2 separate regions of the Salmo salar genome follow, and region 1 is linked to region 2. The links are chromatin contacts, called in public Hi-C maps. All regions are on one chromosome and are shown on one strand. Each heading gives the region's core, a stretch centred on a gene start, on an enhancer-like site or on the middle of the called end of the contact. The rest is flanking DNA. Distances are from core to core; before and after follow the strand shown.

What was found. A called contact is a pair of places that touch in the nucleus more often than the background predicts.
Region 1: a contact with region 2 is called in a Hi-C map of muscle, with 2.3 times the contacts expected there. The contact joins the enhancer-like site here to the promoter of znf692 in region 2. A contact is called at or near these places in 2 of 3 Hi-C or Micro-C datasets (blood and muscle).

Annotation. Positions count from the first base shown.
Region 1 is chrssa10:24,429,311-24,436,982 of Ssal_v3.1, reverse strand. LOC106613838 (F-BAR domain only protein 1) reads right to left here. Exons shown (of 28, transcript XM_045688608.1): 4 at 6,338-6,412; 5 at 5,222-5,363; 6 at 4,928-5,080; 7 at 4,592-4,696; 8 at 3,849-3,947; 9 at 3,554-3,650; 10 at 3,332-3,449; 11 at 3,186-3,216; 12 at 2,632-2,692; 13 at 1,454-1,632; 14 at 1,155-1,179; 15 at 964-1,020; 16 at 250-301; 17 at 1-31. Among protein-coding and RNA genes, the nearest start is that of trnaa-ugc, 19 kb to the right of the region's middle. Within about 2 kb of position 2,017, at least 4 of the 13 cell types and tissues checked have an H3K27ac peak or open chromatin away from gene starts, as enhancers often do. A contact at or near this core is called in muscle, where this site is marked.
Region 2 is chrssa10:24,378,030-24,385,880 of Ssal_v3.1, reverse strand. znf692 (zinc finger protein 692) reads right to left here and starts at 3,254. Exons shown (of 12, transcript XR_006756922.1): 1 at 3,173-3,254. It overlaps lpxn (leupaxin), which reads left to right and starts at 4,146. Exons shown (of 9, transcript XM_045687542.1): 1 at 4,146-4,408; 2 at 5,220-5,311; 3 at 5,400-5,485; 4 at 5,637-5,739; 5 at 5,982-6,263; 6 at 6,511-6,684; 7 at 6,824-6,905; 8 at 7,046-7,194; 9 at 7,419-7,851. The coding sequence starts at 4,396. The coding sequence ends at 7,685.

The DNA.
Region 1 (7,672 bases), core at 768-3,267, 52 kb before region 2:
ACTGTCTGAGCCTGACGCAGTAGAACTCAACCTAGAGGGTGGGTGAGCGAGAAGGAATGAGAGAAGGAGATTATGCATCACCAGGAGCCAATAAAAGCATAGCCAGAGATAATGTCAGGATTTGACAGAGTGATGCAGCACTATCATCAGATCTCGGGCTGGCTTCCTCTCCCACAGCATCTCTCTATCTCCCTGCTGCTCACAGCTACAGCCATGCACGTCAGAGAGGAGAGACTGACTTTCACTCACCTGCTGTGATCCGGACTGGAGATGGAATTGCGTAGGCCGTCCTGCTCTCCCTCTGCAAAGTGTAAAAAACACACACACACACACACACACACACACACACACACACACACACACACACACACAGTTAGTGAAGTTTAATTCGTGACTGCTCCCCAATCAGTCCCAATCAGAGGGAGATGTGATTAACTGGAGTGCTTATGGAGGGCAGAGCCATAAGGGAATGCCCATTATCTTCCATTTTGATACATACCAGCCATTAGACCAGTTCTCTAAGCAGCATCAGCCCGGTGCTTTATGCTACTGTTTTAATTAAGGCACTCATCGTTAATCATGTCTGCTCATTTCCCCTGCTTTATTCCATCTCCTCCGCCAATAGCCTCCTACTGTAGCATCACAGTCTGCTATTCCCCCACTAATAAACCATGTTCCAGACAGACCGAAGTGGGACAAATAGACAGCGTCTTTCAGCCAAGGTCAGCCACCTCTAGGATTTATTACTAGACGGATACGCACTGCTAAGCCTCGCCAGAAGCAATACAGTAAATCACATTCACAGCATCACTTCAGACTGGTAGTAATAGTATCCTTGTGCATGAATACCATATGAAATGGATGTTTATGACCTTTCAACAGTGATAGAATACATTGTGGTGAACTGATAAAGTACTGATGCTGCAAAACCAGTGGTGTGGAGAGAGTGCTAACTCCACTTACCCCTGTGGGGGGCGCCCTCTCCCTCCCCCTTTGAACGGCCTGTAGTACTGCTGTTTCCTGTGGACAGGACAAGGATTCAGAGAACACACTCGCGCGCCCACATATACACACAAATGTGTGCGTACAACACAGACAGAGACAGACAGAAATCCAACTTTTTTTAACCAGAAGCTGAGTTTAATGGAACTTACTGGAACGATAACGTTTCACTGACACCTGGAACAGAGGGAGAGCCGAGTCGTTAATTACACTGTATGGAAGCATCTAAACAATTAAGCATGCTTCTATCCTGCTGTTTTTACAACAACATGGAGAGATAATTACCAGGAAAAACCAACATGGCATAATACACAGATAAGCATTTCTGAGCTTATCTTTTTCATCAGACGTCTGATACCGCCACATGAAAATGAGTGACACATTTCACCCCATCCATGCCTCCCCTTTGGTCCTGTACTCCCTCCTTCCCCCTTCTCTTTTCCCATTGTACCCCTCTGTTGGGGGGCAGTGTGAGTGCCCCCACGGTGGCCTTCAGCTCCATCTCTGTAGCAGCAGAGTTGCTGCTGCTGCCCACCGGACGGATCTGAATGTGGAACTTCTTGGGCTCCTCGTCGTCAAAGTCAGAGTCGCTGGAGTAGAAGTCGTTCTCCTTGTCCTCCGTGGAGCAGCGTACGGACAGAGAGCTGGGTTAAGGAGCAGTGACCTGAGATAGAGGCTTGAATGGAGGGAAGATGGCCTAATGCTGCCTGGGACAACTTCAGGAGTGTCAAGGTTTCCATTGTCCTGTGTTATACAGATACCTCATCTATGAGTTTAGAAAGCAGTGGAAAATCTTCCTTTAGGCTTGCTTGAGCTTTATGGCAAAAATGTTTTCACTCAGGCATTTTGTTGAGGATAATGCTATATGGCTTTATTAATACCCTCTGGGGCCATGTAGACTAGAGAGTATAGGACTGCTGACAAACACAGAGCGCGCCAGAGGTGACAGCGTATAAAACAGCCAACCGAAACATTCTGCAGCTCCATCTGACCTTATCTCCTTCCTGTTATTACATGCTGATCTGCACGCACGTGTGTTAGTGTCGGTTTGCTCGCAGGCATGTGCTGTGAGTGAGTGCCTGAGAGAGACAGATCTCCTGTCAGTATATTTGCCGTTACATAAAATACCTAACGAGTGTAACAACTGTGCTGAGGAGAGTGACAGAATGACAACAACAGAGGGAGGTAGCCTGCTATCATGGCCCCCATTGGCCCTGCCTCATAATGGACTGGAGTTGGAATAAGGACAGAGAGAGCACTTAGGGAAACGGGGATACCTAGTAACTGAATGCAGGTGGATGAGGGGGGGGCCGGGAACAGTGGGTTAACTGGGGCAGTTAAGGGGCAGAACAACACATGTTTATGTTGTCAGCTCGGGGAGTCGATCCAGCAACCTTTCGGTTACTGGCCCAACGCTCCTACCCACCAGCGAGAACTAGCTAATGTTCTATTCACCTAATAGGAGACGTCTAGAGTGCTTTATGAAGATGTAACACTCTCTTACACAGTGGCAGGAAGCCTTGTTTTCAATATGAAGATAAAGAGGTCTGTCAAAGGCAAATATTACAACAATATAGCAGAGAGATTGACTATCATCTGATAGTCAGTGTCACTGCCTGGAAAGGATATCATTCTGACTGACGTCGGCTCGGATGACAAACCCCTCCTCATCCACCTCCAGGGGAGAGTTCTGTGTGCAGAACAGAGAATACCCAGCCATGTCAGACACAAACATCAAGACTTTATCCTAGTGTTTGATATGCTTAATAACAAACCTCAACCCAGACTACTGATGTTATCATCAGAAGTGTTATCACTTCAGGGGCAGTGTGTGAAGACTACGACCCCCCCCCCCCCCATGACACTTGTCTGTTAAAACAGTCCTGGCAGCCCACTGATCTCGACCCAACCTCAAAAGCCCCTTCTCAGAAGGATAAAAATAGGCAAGGTAACCCAACACTGCCAGACACGTCATTGTCACACATATGATTACTCCCCCTTGCTCATACACACGCACAAATGCACACGGTGACACACACACACGTCCATCCGTCTGTCAGGAAGTTGGCAGGGGGCAACGTGATGTGCTGTTTAAACCACCACAGATGTACAAATGATAATGGAAGAACTGACATTCACTTGATGGTTTTCGTGCCACTGTGTACAAGTGTGAATTAGCATACACTCACTGGTGTCTCCGTCACAGCCGAATCCCTGCAAAAAGCAACACATAGGTGAATGTAAGTGACAAGATAATATCCCAGATGAAGCTGACAAAAGAAAGTGAGGGGAATTGGGATTGATCATCTGTGTGTGCGTGTGTGCTCACGTTGAGTCTGGCTCTTTGTCCCTCTTGCCCAGTCCAGGAATCCTGAAGGCTTTTCCTCGACTCTTCTTACTCCCCTCAGGTACTGAAGCTGTCATGTACTCCTCAAACCCCACCAGGGCTGCCACACATAGGGATATACCACAGTGAGGACAAATGGGACACACGCTCACGCGTACACACGCTGGGATCAAACCATCCGTTTATGGTGTTTGTGTGGTGTACCTGGTCTGTCCTTCCCTGTGCCCTTCTGCTCTGCAAACCTCTGGATGAGGTTATCTATGCCGATGTTCTCCACGTTCTGTTTGAACTCCTCATGGACCTGAACAGAGGAGAGAGGGGCTTCTTACAGTCAGACAAGAGCAGCTCAAGAGAGAAGAAGCATGCCTGAGAGAGAGGGCTTTGGAGTGTGTGTGTTGTGGATGTGAAGTTTGACTATAGCAGGACAACCGCCCAGAGAGGGCAGTTAAATCCCTCCAGCCAGACTGTGGCCTCCTGGGTCAGTGTCTGGGTGACCTACCTGTCCCACCTGGACGTGGGTGTCCTCTATGGAGTGAGAGTATCCCTTGATAAGCTGTTTCATCTGCCTCAGGTGGGCCTCCTCAATGTCCTGGAACTTCTGTACACAGGATGGGAACACAACAGTGTTCAGACACCAAGATGGGTCCTAATTACAGCAAACTACCTCAAAGCACACCAAAACACTACTCAAAATACCCACAAACCACCACAAAATGCCGTCAAGTAGTAAGAACTGAAACCCAAAGAACCCCAAGACACAAAATCCAAAGGCACTTATCAGCCATGGCAACTTTAAAAGAACAGAACCAGGCGCAAACCATAATAGTTCCCATCCCAGATAATAACCAGGTGCTAATCACAACACAGCATGTGGGCTAGAGTAATGGCTTGAAAGAACAGGTCATTTCCCCCATCATGTTCTGGGCTGTAGTCTTCATGAAGCCACACTGAGCTCTCTCTACCCGACACATAATTAGGGACAGATCTCCCATTGTAGCTATTAACAGGTAATTGGTCACCAGGATTCCAGTCATCATTTCATACCCAAATATAGCAACGCTCATCGGGTTTGTTAAGGGTTTCCTTGGAAACTGCAGGTAGCCATGGAGATGTGTTCATTGTGAATAAAAGGGGTTTATGTTAACTTAAAGGGAACCCCAGGATTGGGCCACAGTGATATAACATGTCTGGTTCCTCCAGGGAGTCTGTCTAACCTGCCCCAGGACCAGTGGACTGACTGACCTGAGCTGATTCACTCATCTTCTGCTCGAAGTCTCCTCCCACGCGGTTATACTTCTCTATACACACAGCAAACAACTCGCCGGCTTTCTTAGACTTCAGCTCCGCCTAGTGAGAGGAGAGAGGATGATTATAGACTTCATCCAGTCATTACTGGAACCTTTATTTATCCTGGTGAGAACAAATGATCTATTATAATAGTAACCTTGTTTGACTCCCTACCATTAGTAGTCAGTAAACTTCCAGCAACCATTCATTTATAAACAGTAGGCACCCTGTGGTCATAACAGTTAAGACAGCTCTACTGTAGTTATACAGAATGACACCTAGTGGACAGACCTTCTCCAGTTCTTTCTGGGGGGCTCCCTCTTTCCTCAGTCTGTCCAGCTCAATACACTTGGAGTGGTATCCCTCCCTGGACTTCTGGAGGTGACCATTCTGGACCTGAACTGCCTGAACAGCCTCCAGGGTCCCCACCTGTTCCTCCTTGGTCTGTGAGAAACACACCATGCACATTCTTAAATGATTGTAGATTGGCTGTTATAGATTAGAATATAGTGAGTGATTCATGGGAGGACAGAGGTTGCATCATCATGGAAACATATGGTAAGAAGAGGGGCTTCCTCATGTTACCTTGCGGTGAACTTTGACCTGCTCGTCACCATATTTGTTGATGTCCCGGATGAGGTCGTTCATCTTGCGCATCAGCTCAAGGTGGCAGAGAGCCAGCTTGTCTGATGACACCCGGAACACGTCCCACATAGGGGCAAACGTCCTGAGGGCCACACAGCAGTATGTCACCTACGGTATAAAGTCCTAACGACAACTTAGTTTTTTTAATCTAATAATAACATAAACAGTGTACAAAACATTAGGAACACCTTCCTAATATTGAGTTCCACCCCCTTTAGCCCTTAGAACAGCGTCAATTAGCCGGGCCATGGACTCTACAAAGTGTCGAAAGCGTTTCACATATGCTGGCCCATGCTGCTTCTAATGCTTCCCACTGTTGTGTCCAGAAGGCTGGATGTCCTTTGGGTGGTGGACCACTCTTGATACACACAGGAAACTGTTGAGCGTGAACAACCCAGCAGTGTTGCAGTTATCTGTTTTGATGTGTATCAAGAGACCGGTGCGCCTGGCACCTACTACCATACCCTGTTCAAAGGCACTTAAATCTTCTGTCTTGCCCATTCACACTCTGAATGGCACACACACACAATCCATGTCTCAATTGTCTCAAGGCTTAAAATTCCTTCTTTAACCTGTCTCCTCCCCTTCATCTACACTGATTGAAGTGGATTTAACAAGTGACATCAACAAGGGATCATAGCTTTCACCTGGATTCACCTGGTCAGTCTATGTCATGAAAAGAGCAGGTGTTCCTAATGTTTTGTATAGTCAGTGTACATTTACAGAGGTGACTTCATACATTTTGTTTGAATGGTAATATGATATTAAAGTCCATCTTCATGGTGCATTTCTAGAGTTAAACAAACCAAAGCATCCCAAAACAACACACACAGGAAGTGAAGAAGGCAGAGATTTCTGGGATGATGGAGTAGATCACATCCCTGACCTATGACCCAGTAATCATGGACCCTAGAGAATCATAGACCCTAATCATGCAGACAAACTACTGTACATCCTCTAGGCACCCTGCCAATATAGAACAGTTGATTTCATTATGATGAGAATACTGCTCTCTAAACTGAGATGTTGACGACAATAGTTATCTAATTTACTCACCCTAGTGGGCTTCCATTGCTTGCCATCTTGGCCATTTTGCTCATGGACTTGGAGTAGGTTTCCTCGATGGCAGCCCTGAGAACCCACAGATAGATAAGAGTAATTCCCTATCATATATGCATAGTCACTAACTATACATTCATGTACATACTACCTCAATTGGGCCGACCAACCAGCGCTCCTGCACATTGGCTAACCGGGCTATCTGCATTGTGTCCCACCAACCACCCGCCAACCCCTCTTTTAGCTACTGCTACTCTCTGTTCATCATATATGCATAGTCACTTTAACCATATCTACATGTACATACTACCTCAATCAGCCTGACTAACCGGTGTCTGTATGTAGCCTCGTTACTTTTATAGCCTCGCTACTGTATATAGCCTGTCTTTTTACTGTTGTTTTATTTCTTTACCTACCTATTATTCACCTAACACCTTTTTTTGCGCTATTGGTTAGAGCCTGTCAGTAAGTATTTCACTGTTGTATTCAGCGCACGTGACAAATAAACTTTGATTTGATTTCTTACTAGCATAATAGATCATATTATTATGTACAGAGAATAATAAAGAGCAAACATAGGGTATAAACAGCCAGGCAAAGGGAAATAAATATTTAGCTTCCGTACTGTGTAAATGTTTCCCAAATGTTGCCCATCTGAATAATAAATGGTCTGATTTTGCAGGAGGAACATAACATTTTAATAACCATCTGTCGTCCGGCGAAAAATAAAAAAGTTTATCAGTATATTCTGGGGGGGGACAACCCCCTCCCATCTCAACGAGGAGAGAGCAAAGAAATAAACAAACAAATCGCTGCAGTTTCACAATCCCCCGGCAACAGAGAAATCCTTTTTAAAATGATATAGAGAAGTAGTACACCCTGAAGATGGGTAGCTAGGCCTACAGAAAATGTGAATATCTGACATTTCTAATCAACCACTCCTAGATTGTCCTTTTAAATAGATCGAACTTCCCCATCCAGATTGCGAGAGATTGCTTTAGAAGCCCAGAGAGAAGAGCTGAGTGTGGGAAATCCATCAGCTCAATGGGTTACTCCGTCTGTCCTGAGGGAAACACAGCTTTTCTACAACGTCTCATTTCATTTCCTGACTGCCACTTTGTTGCCTCCACATTTCCTCCCGCCTGTGGGGAATGTGCAGTGGTTCGGATCTTATGAATAAAAGTCAAGATTATGACATTGGTCTGACAGTGCAGGTTGATATATCACCCTGTAAGAAAAGCCCTGTAATGTGTCTTCAACTTCCAGATAATTGACTCATTAAGAGATTGAATAAATACAGAGGACTGCAGGGAAAACAACCCAGGAGGAGGA
Region 2 (7,851 bases), core at 2,005-4,504:
ACACACATAAATTGAACATATATGTGTGTACATTGTACAATGAATTGGTGAGAGAGCCTCAAATATAACATTCATAAATGTTTACATTTCTACTGTATACACGATTTGCGTGAATTGCGGCAGAGTTGGTCTCTATTTCAGTCATGTCTTTGGGCACGTCCTTGGTCGTGTGGGTCAAACAAAAACACCCTAAATGATTGGTTGACAATAGAGTCTCCCACAATGCAGGCGATGGCTACAGCATGAAGTTGCAACTGCAGAAACTTGCAGTCCACTGCTGTAAGGCTTGGGCGTTGTAGCAGAGGAATCAGACGCAGGAAGCAGCGATATAGGGTCATGGCTTTTAATGAGCCCAACGGCGAAAACACAAGCCACCCCAAACAGCAATCTGAGCGCACACAAAACAAAGTGCCCCAAACACAGGGGACAAACACAGTGGGCGCAAACACAGTCGGCGCAAAACACAGTCGGTGTGTACACAAGCAATACAATCAGAGAAACAATCCCGCACAAAGAGCAGACGGGCCTACTGGCTAATATAGCCCCGCTAATCAATCCAACACAGAACAGGTGCAAACAATAACGGAAAGGGGAAAACAAAAGGGAATCAATGGCAGCTAGTAGGCCGGTGACGACGACCGCCGAGCGCCACCCGAGCAGGAGGGGGAGCCACCTTCGGTGGGAGTCGTGACAACTGCAGTCAAAACGTCATTACCTTTGATAACATGGTTTTTGTAAAGTTCATGCAGTCGACATGTAGGCGCAAATCGGATAATTTTAATCCTCATAATGCAACACACTTTGAAAGGTGGTGACCAACGATGGTCACTGACTTGACAAAACTGATCCACTCGACCGTAGCCATTTATTTTCATTGTTAGAGCAGCCATTAGTATTTATTTTATTTAACCTTTATTTAACTAGGCAAGTCAGTTAAGAACAAATTCTTATTTACAATGACAGCCTTCTCTGGCCAAAACCTAACCAGGACGACGCTGGGCTAATTGTGCGCCGCCCTATGGGTATCTGGTCAATATAGTGGATAATCTGTGTTATAACTGTTCCCTCGTTTCAGAAATTATTCATTTGTTTTTTTGTGTATTGAAACATTGTAATCTCATAATGTAACATTGTCGTAGGCTACAGATTATTTAATCTTCTGTAAAACACACATTTCTAGAATAATACCCCTAATTTGCTCCACGGGCAGTGTACTACTATGGCTGACCATGTAAAACACATCTCACTGCATCTGTCCGGTGTATGTGAAAAATAAAACATTTCATTTTTTTGGGGGGGGGGAGAACTCAGGTTCTCAACTTAATGTTGTGAGTTAGAATAGTAGAATACGGCCAGTTTTGTGGCCAGTTATCTAAACTTGTTATCATGCTCTCTTCGAGGCAAGCAACACTGAAGTATGCACGAGAGCACCAGCTGTTTTGGATGACTGTGTGATAACGCTGTCGGTAGCCGATGTGACCAAGACCTTTAAACAGGTCAACATTCACAAAGCCGCGGGGCCAGATGAATTACCAGGACGTGTACTGAAAGCATGCGTGGACAAACTAGCAAGTGCCTTCACTGACATTTTCAACATCTCCCTGACTGATCCTGTAATACCTACATGTTTCAAGCAGACCACCATAGTCTCTGTGCCCAAGGAAGTGAAGGTAACCTGCCTAAATGATTACCGCCCCGTAGTACTCATGTCGGTAGCCATGAAGTGATTTGAAAGGCTGGTCATGGCTCACATCAACAGCATCCAGCTGGATACCCTAGACCCACTCCAATTCGCATACCACCCCAACAGATCCACAGATGACGCAATCTCAATCGCACTCAACACTGCCCTTTCCCACCTGGACAAAGGGAATGCTGTTTATTGACTACAGCTCAGCGTTCAACACCATAGTGCCCACAAAGCTCATCACTAAGCTAAGGACCCTGGGACTAAATACCTCCCTCTAGAACTGGATCCTGACGGGCCGCCCCCAGGTGGTAAGGGTAGGCAACAACACATCTGCCACGCTGATCCTCAACACTGGGGCCCATCAGGGGTGTGTACTTAGTCCCCTCCTGTACTCCCTGTTCACCCACGTCTGCGTGGCCAAACACGACTCCAACACCATCATTAAGTTTGCTGATGACACAACAGTGGTAGGCCTGATCACCGACAACAATGAGACAGCCTATAGGAAGGAGGTCAGAGAACTGGTAGTGTGGTGCCAGGACAACGACCTCTCCCTCAATGGGAGCAAGACAAAGGAGCTGATCGTGGACTACAGGAAAAGGTGGGCCGAACAGGCCCCCATTATTATCAACGGGGCTGTAGTGGAACGGGTTGAGAGTTTCAAGTTCCTTGGTGTCCACATCACCAACAACCTATCATGGTCCAAACACACCAAGACAGTCGTGAAGAGGGCATGACAAAACCTTTTCCCCCTCAGGATACAAAAAAGATTTGGCATGGGTCCTCAGGTCCTCAAAAAGTTCTACAGCTGCACCATCGAGAGCAGCCTGACCAGTTGCATCACCGCCTGGTATGGCAACTGCTCGGCATCTGACCGTAAGGCGCTACAGAGGGTAGTGCGTACGGCCCAGTACGTCACTGGGGCCAAGCTTCCTGCAATCCAGGACCTATATAATAGGCGGTGTCAGAGGAAAGCCCATAAAATTGTCAGAGACTCCAGTCACCCAAGTCATAGACTGTTTTCTCTGCTACCGCACGGCAAGCGTACCGGAGCACCAAGTCTAGGACCAAAAGGCTCCTTAACAGCTTCTACCCCCAAGCCAGTAGACTGCTGAACAATTAATCAAATGGCCACCGGACTATTACATTGACCCCCCTCCATTTGTTTTGTACACTGCTGCTACTCGCTGTTTTTATTATTTATGCATTGTCACTTCACCCCTACCTACATGTACAAATTACCTCTAACCTGTACCCCCGCACACTGACTCGGTACCAGTACCCCCTGTATATAAACTCGTTATTGTGTTACTTTTTATATATTTTTTACTTTAGTTTATTTGTTAAATATTTTCTTAACTCTTCATGAACTGCACTGTTGGTTAATAAGGGCTTGAAAGTAAGCATTTGACGGTAAGGTCTACACTTGTTTTATTCAGCGCATGTGACAAATCAATTTTGATTTGATTTGAATTGAATTACCTGCTGGGATGTGGGTATGCAGACCTCGAGCAACTCATGATGAGTTCAGATTTTTTGTGGCCCCTACCCCAATCAAAGTTGCCCATCCCTGATATAAATGGATATGAAATGCATTATGATGTCATAATAAAGTAATGACGCTCACAAAATGAACTCATTATGTCATCACACAATTACACTGTAATAATGTCATTATATATTACATTTACATTACATTTAAGTCATTTAGCAGATTATATTATATATAGCAGACATTATATTGGGATGTCATGATGTCAACAATTTATGGCATTATGTAATCAATATGCAATAATCTATGTTGTCATAAATATGTCTACTGAAAAACCTTCCCATTATGTTATCATATTGAACTATTATGAAGTGGAACAATCTATTCACCTATGTTACACCATTATTAAGCACAACTATCTTATAGTTAAATAAACTTTGAATCTTTCCCTATTCAATTTTCAGATAAGGGGGACTGCTCTCTCACCTTTCTTATTGATAGTTGACCATTTAACCCATATATCATCAGCATTTAGAAGATAGTGGTTGATAAAACATGTATGTACATACAACCTGAGCTTTGTATAACTACTCACCAGGTCATGAATTGACCTTTAACATGTTTTATTATGAACATAGTAGAAATATGAGTAGAGATGAGTAGAAACATGAGAAACATGAGTAGAAATATCTTAGAAGGTATCCAGTGTCTTCAGGAAGGTAGCAGTGCACTCAGAGAAATTCAAGTTAACAAAAAAAACAGACAAAAGGAAATGACAGTTTGACCTGATTAATTAAAGGGATAATTCAAGATTTTGGCAATTAGGCCCTTTATCTATTTCCCCAGAGTCAAATGAACTCCTGTATACCATTGCCAAAATGCAGAAGTATCCCTTTAAGGATCAAGTGAGAAGTTTATTTTCTCCGGTGAAATAAAATGTGTGATTTGAGTGCTCCATAGATACTTATAGACTTCCTGTCATTGCCCTAATGCTAGTTAGCAACTTCCTTCAAACTGCACGCAGAGATATAAAAGTCATATCCACAAGTTCATCTGATTTTGACATTATCCTTTTAGGATGTGTGCCAATTAACTGTCAGTAAACCAACACACACACACACGCACGCACGCACGCACGCACGCACACACACACACACACACCCCGCAGAACACGTAGGCTCATTCACACAGTGCACAAGTATATTTTTCAAGCATGGATGACCTGGGTGAGTATTCTTTCCTCTGCTTCTGTTGTGATTATTAAATATAAAACAAAATGCAATAGATAAAACTAGAAGGGAAAAATGAAATTGCTCAGGAGGTGTACATGAACATGTTTTATGGTGTGTGGTGAATTAATGCTTGCCTTGCATTACATTGGTCACGCTGAACATGTCATGTGTTCTATCATATCTATTTAAATTGTATTTTTGTTGATATGATTGTCAATGTAAATTCACAGTGAATCACAGAAGGTTATCTCTGTTGAGAGACAGATGGATTCTTGACGTTGTTGACGGAAGTCATAATTCCGTTCCACTACCAACCAAATTGTGAGAAAGCCAGTGGATAGCGATTATTATTAATATAAGTGTGTGTTTTTAATAGAACAGTTTGTTTTTACTTAGATTTTTTTTATTGATTTGTGCTCCACCAGTGTAGTTATGATTTACTTATGAAGAACTTAGGATAAAATGTCTTAAAATTAACACAATTACTTAGTAGTTATATGTAACGTTCCTTTTATACAGATTATGTATGAGTTAAGAACAACACTGTTAGTCATAGAGGTTTGCATCAGTTTCAAAAGTTTCACTTTTAGTGTGAAGAGATTGTCTGTAACTATAGCATCTCTTCCACCACTTCCTCAGGAAGCAGCACTGAATGCAGCAACCACAGCAGATCAATGGGTGCACCTTGCAATCTGCAAGAGGCGACCGTAATGAGGCACTGCAGCTTATCTCAGAGGAGTTCTGTTAGAAATGCCTTTTCTGAATTATAGTACCTACCATATATATGTATGTGTGTTTGTTACAGACCTTTTACTAGAGGAGTTGGCTTTCAACTCAACTGGTCCAGAGTCGGCTCCTCAGAAGAAAGAAAGTGATACAGCCAACACATATGGACAGGTAATGATAAAATCACCTCTAGCAGTTGTTGTTTAGTCTTTTGTCCAATTACTTCAACTGGATGTATATTCTAGCCATATGTGTTAAGTGGCATTTCCTGCAGGTCCCAAAGGTGTGTTCTGTTGGTCTCCATCCAAGGAAAGGAAAGGAGCCAGATAGCACCAATGTATACAGGTCAGCCACTCGTATGTCAGCCCATAGATAGCCATACGTAATGACACTGGGTGAGACCATACAGATAGAGCTGAGACCACAGATTTAAGTAATTGTCCAGTGTCCACTCTATACCAGTGCTCATCTGTGGTTTGCTCTGTGTGTTTGTCAGTGAGTTACCAGCTCCAATGGAGGCCGGTCTGCTGAGCCCTCGCTCTGCTTCCAGAGAGCTGGACTCCATAATGGATGAATTGCTGCTTGACCTGGAGATGGGGGTGAGGAAACATCTATCAGTGAATAAATACACTGTTGCTCAGAGCATGAACAGAGGACGACTGTGTCTTTCAGTGAAGTTGACCTGATCTGACAGCAGAGGGCAGTATAAGCAAGCTAAACAAATATCGGAAGCTTTAGTGCTACTAGTGCCACCAACATTAATTTCATTTTCATTTTTCATTCATGTATATGAATGGATGCAAGTCTGTTTTGTGGACACATTGATTTTTCTCATCTTTAGCTGCCAGACCCTTCTCCTCCCTCAACCCCACCACCACTTGTGCAGAAGTCAGTCAAAAAGAAACAGATTGGAGAAAAGAAAGAAATGGATGACACACAAGTGAAAGAAGAGAGCACAAACAGCCCAAAGACTTCTGATCTGGAGCACAAGGTGTCAACACAGAGAAAAACAGACACCATAGATGACATTCTGGGAGGCCTGAGCTCTGATATGGAGAAGATGGGTGTACACACCATGGCCAAGGGTCACTGTGCTTCTTGTGGAAAGGTCATTGTGGGAAAGGTAAACAGCTTGAGCTGCCAAACAATTTACAAAATCCTGCTTTCAAAATAGCAGTATAGGCGAAGATGATCAATCGAAAGTACCATTGCCAGTATGTGAAACAACCCACTGGGCACAAGCTGGTTGAATCAACGTTGTTTCACTTCATTTCATTGAAATTATGTTGAACCAATGTGGAATAGATGTTGCGTTGATGTCTATGCTAAGTGGGAATATAGTATCACTTTTTCTTTCTATCTTTCTGCAGATGATCACAGCCCTGGGCCAGGTGTGGCACCCAGAACACTTTGTTTGTGTGGTGTGTACGGCGGAGCTGGGCACCATTGGCTTCTTTGAGAGGGAGGGGAAGGCCTACTGTGAGAAAGACTACCAGCATCTCTTTTCACCCCGCTGTAGTTACTGCAAGGGCCCCATTCTGAAGGTACAACGCCTTCTCTTTGGATTGGACAGTATCACCATTATCTAACGCTGCACAAAACCAGCTCACCACCTCTCTAGATCTGTTAAGTTGTTATTGGGTTTACCTCACCGCATGCTGGGCTCTTTGACCTCTCGCTCAGAACATCCTGACAGCGATGGACTGCACCTGGCACCCTGAGCACTTCTTCTGTTCCCACTGTGGGGAGCGCTTTGGGCCTGAAGGTGAGGGAGCACACATCTATCTGCCTGACAGATAACACTACAACCACTACAGTTCCCTACAGGGTAACATAAATTATAGACCACAGTGTGACAGAGAACACTCTCCTCTCTTTGCGTGTGTGTCCTTTAATGTGCCATAGGTTTTCTGGAGAAGGACGGGAAGCCGTACTGCCACAGAGACTTTTACCATCTCTTTGCTCCAAAGTGCTCTGGCTGCGGAGAGCCTGTGAAAGAGAACTTCCTGACTGCAGCCAACGGCACCTGGCATCCCAACTGCTTCGTCTGCTCAGTGAGTCTCTCACCACAGATCACATGGCTTCGGCTTAGAAACTTCTGCCATTATTCAAACAATACGCTTTGAACAGCCAACAGCCACAATACATCATTGTCCTGACATTACCCATTTACCATAATCGTCCTCAATCTCCAAAAAAAGAGTAGGCCTACTATACCAACTAGATAGAAGACGTTTTCTCTCTCTCTTTCTACTTCTCTCTATCCCTTTCTAACCAGGACTGTCTGAAGCCCTTCACCGATGGTTGTTTCCTGGAGCTGGATGGTCGTCCCCTGTGCTCTTTGCACTTCCACTCCCGCCAGGGTACACTGTGTGGGGGCTGTGGAGAGCCCATCTCTGGGTGCTGCATCTCGGCTATGGAGCGCAAGTTCCACCCTGAGCACTTTGTGTGTGCTTTTTGTTTGAGGAAACTCAGTCAGGGAGTATTCAAGGAGCAGGCAGGGAAACCCTACTGCTCAGCCTGCCACACCAAACTGTTTGTGTGAGACTTATACTGTAATAATATCCAGTTAATATGTAAGGTAATCAATGAACCTGAAAAAAGTATGTTGAAAATCCCACACAAATAATCTAGGCAATATCTGCATAGAAATCTAAAAATAAACAATTAATTTAATCTCTTTGTGTTCCTTGCTGTTTTGCATGTGGATA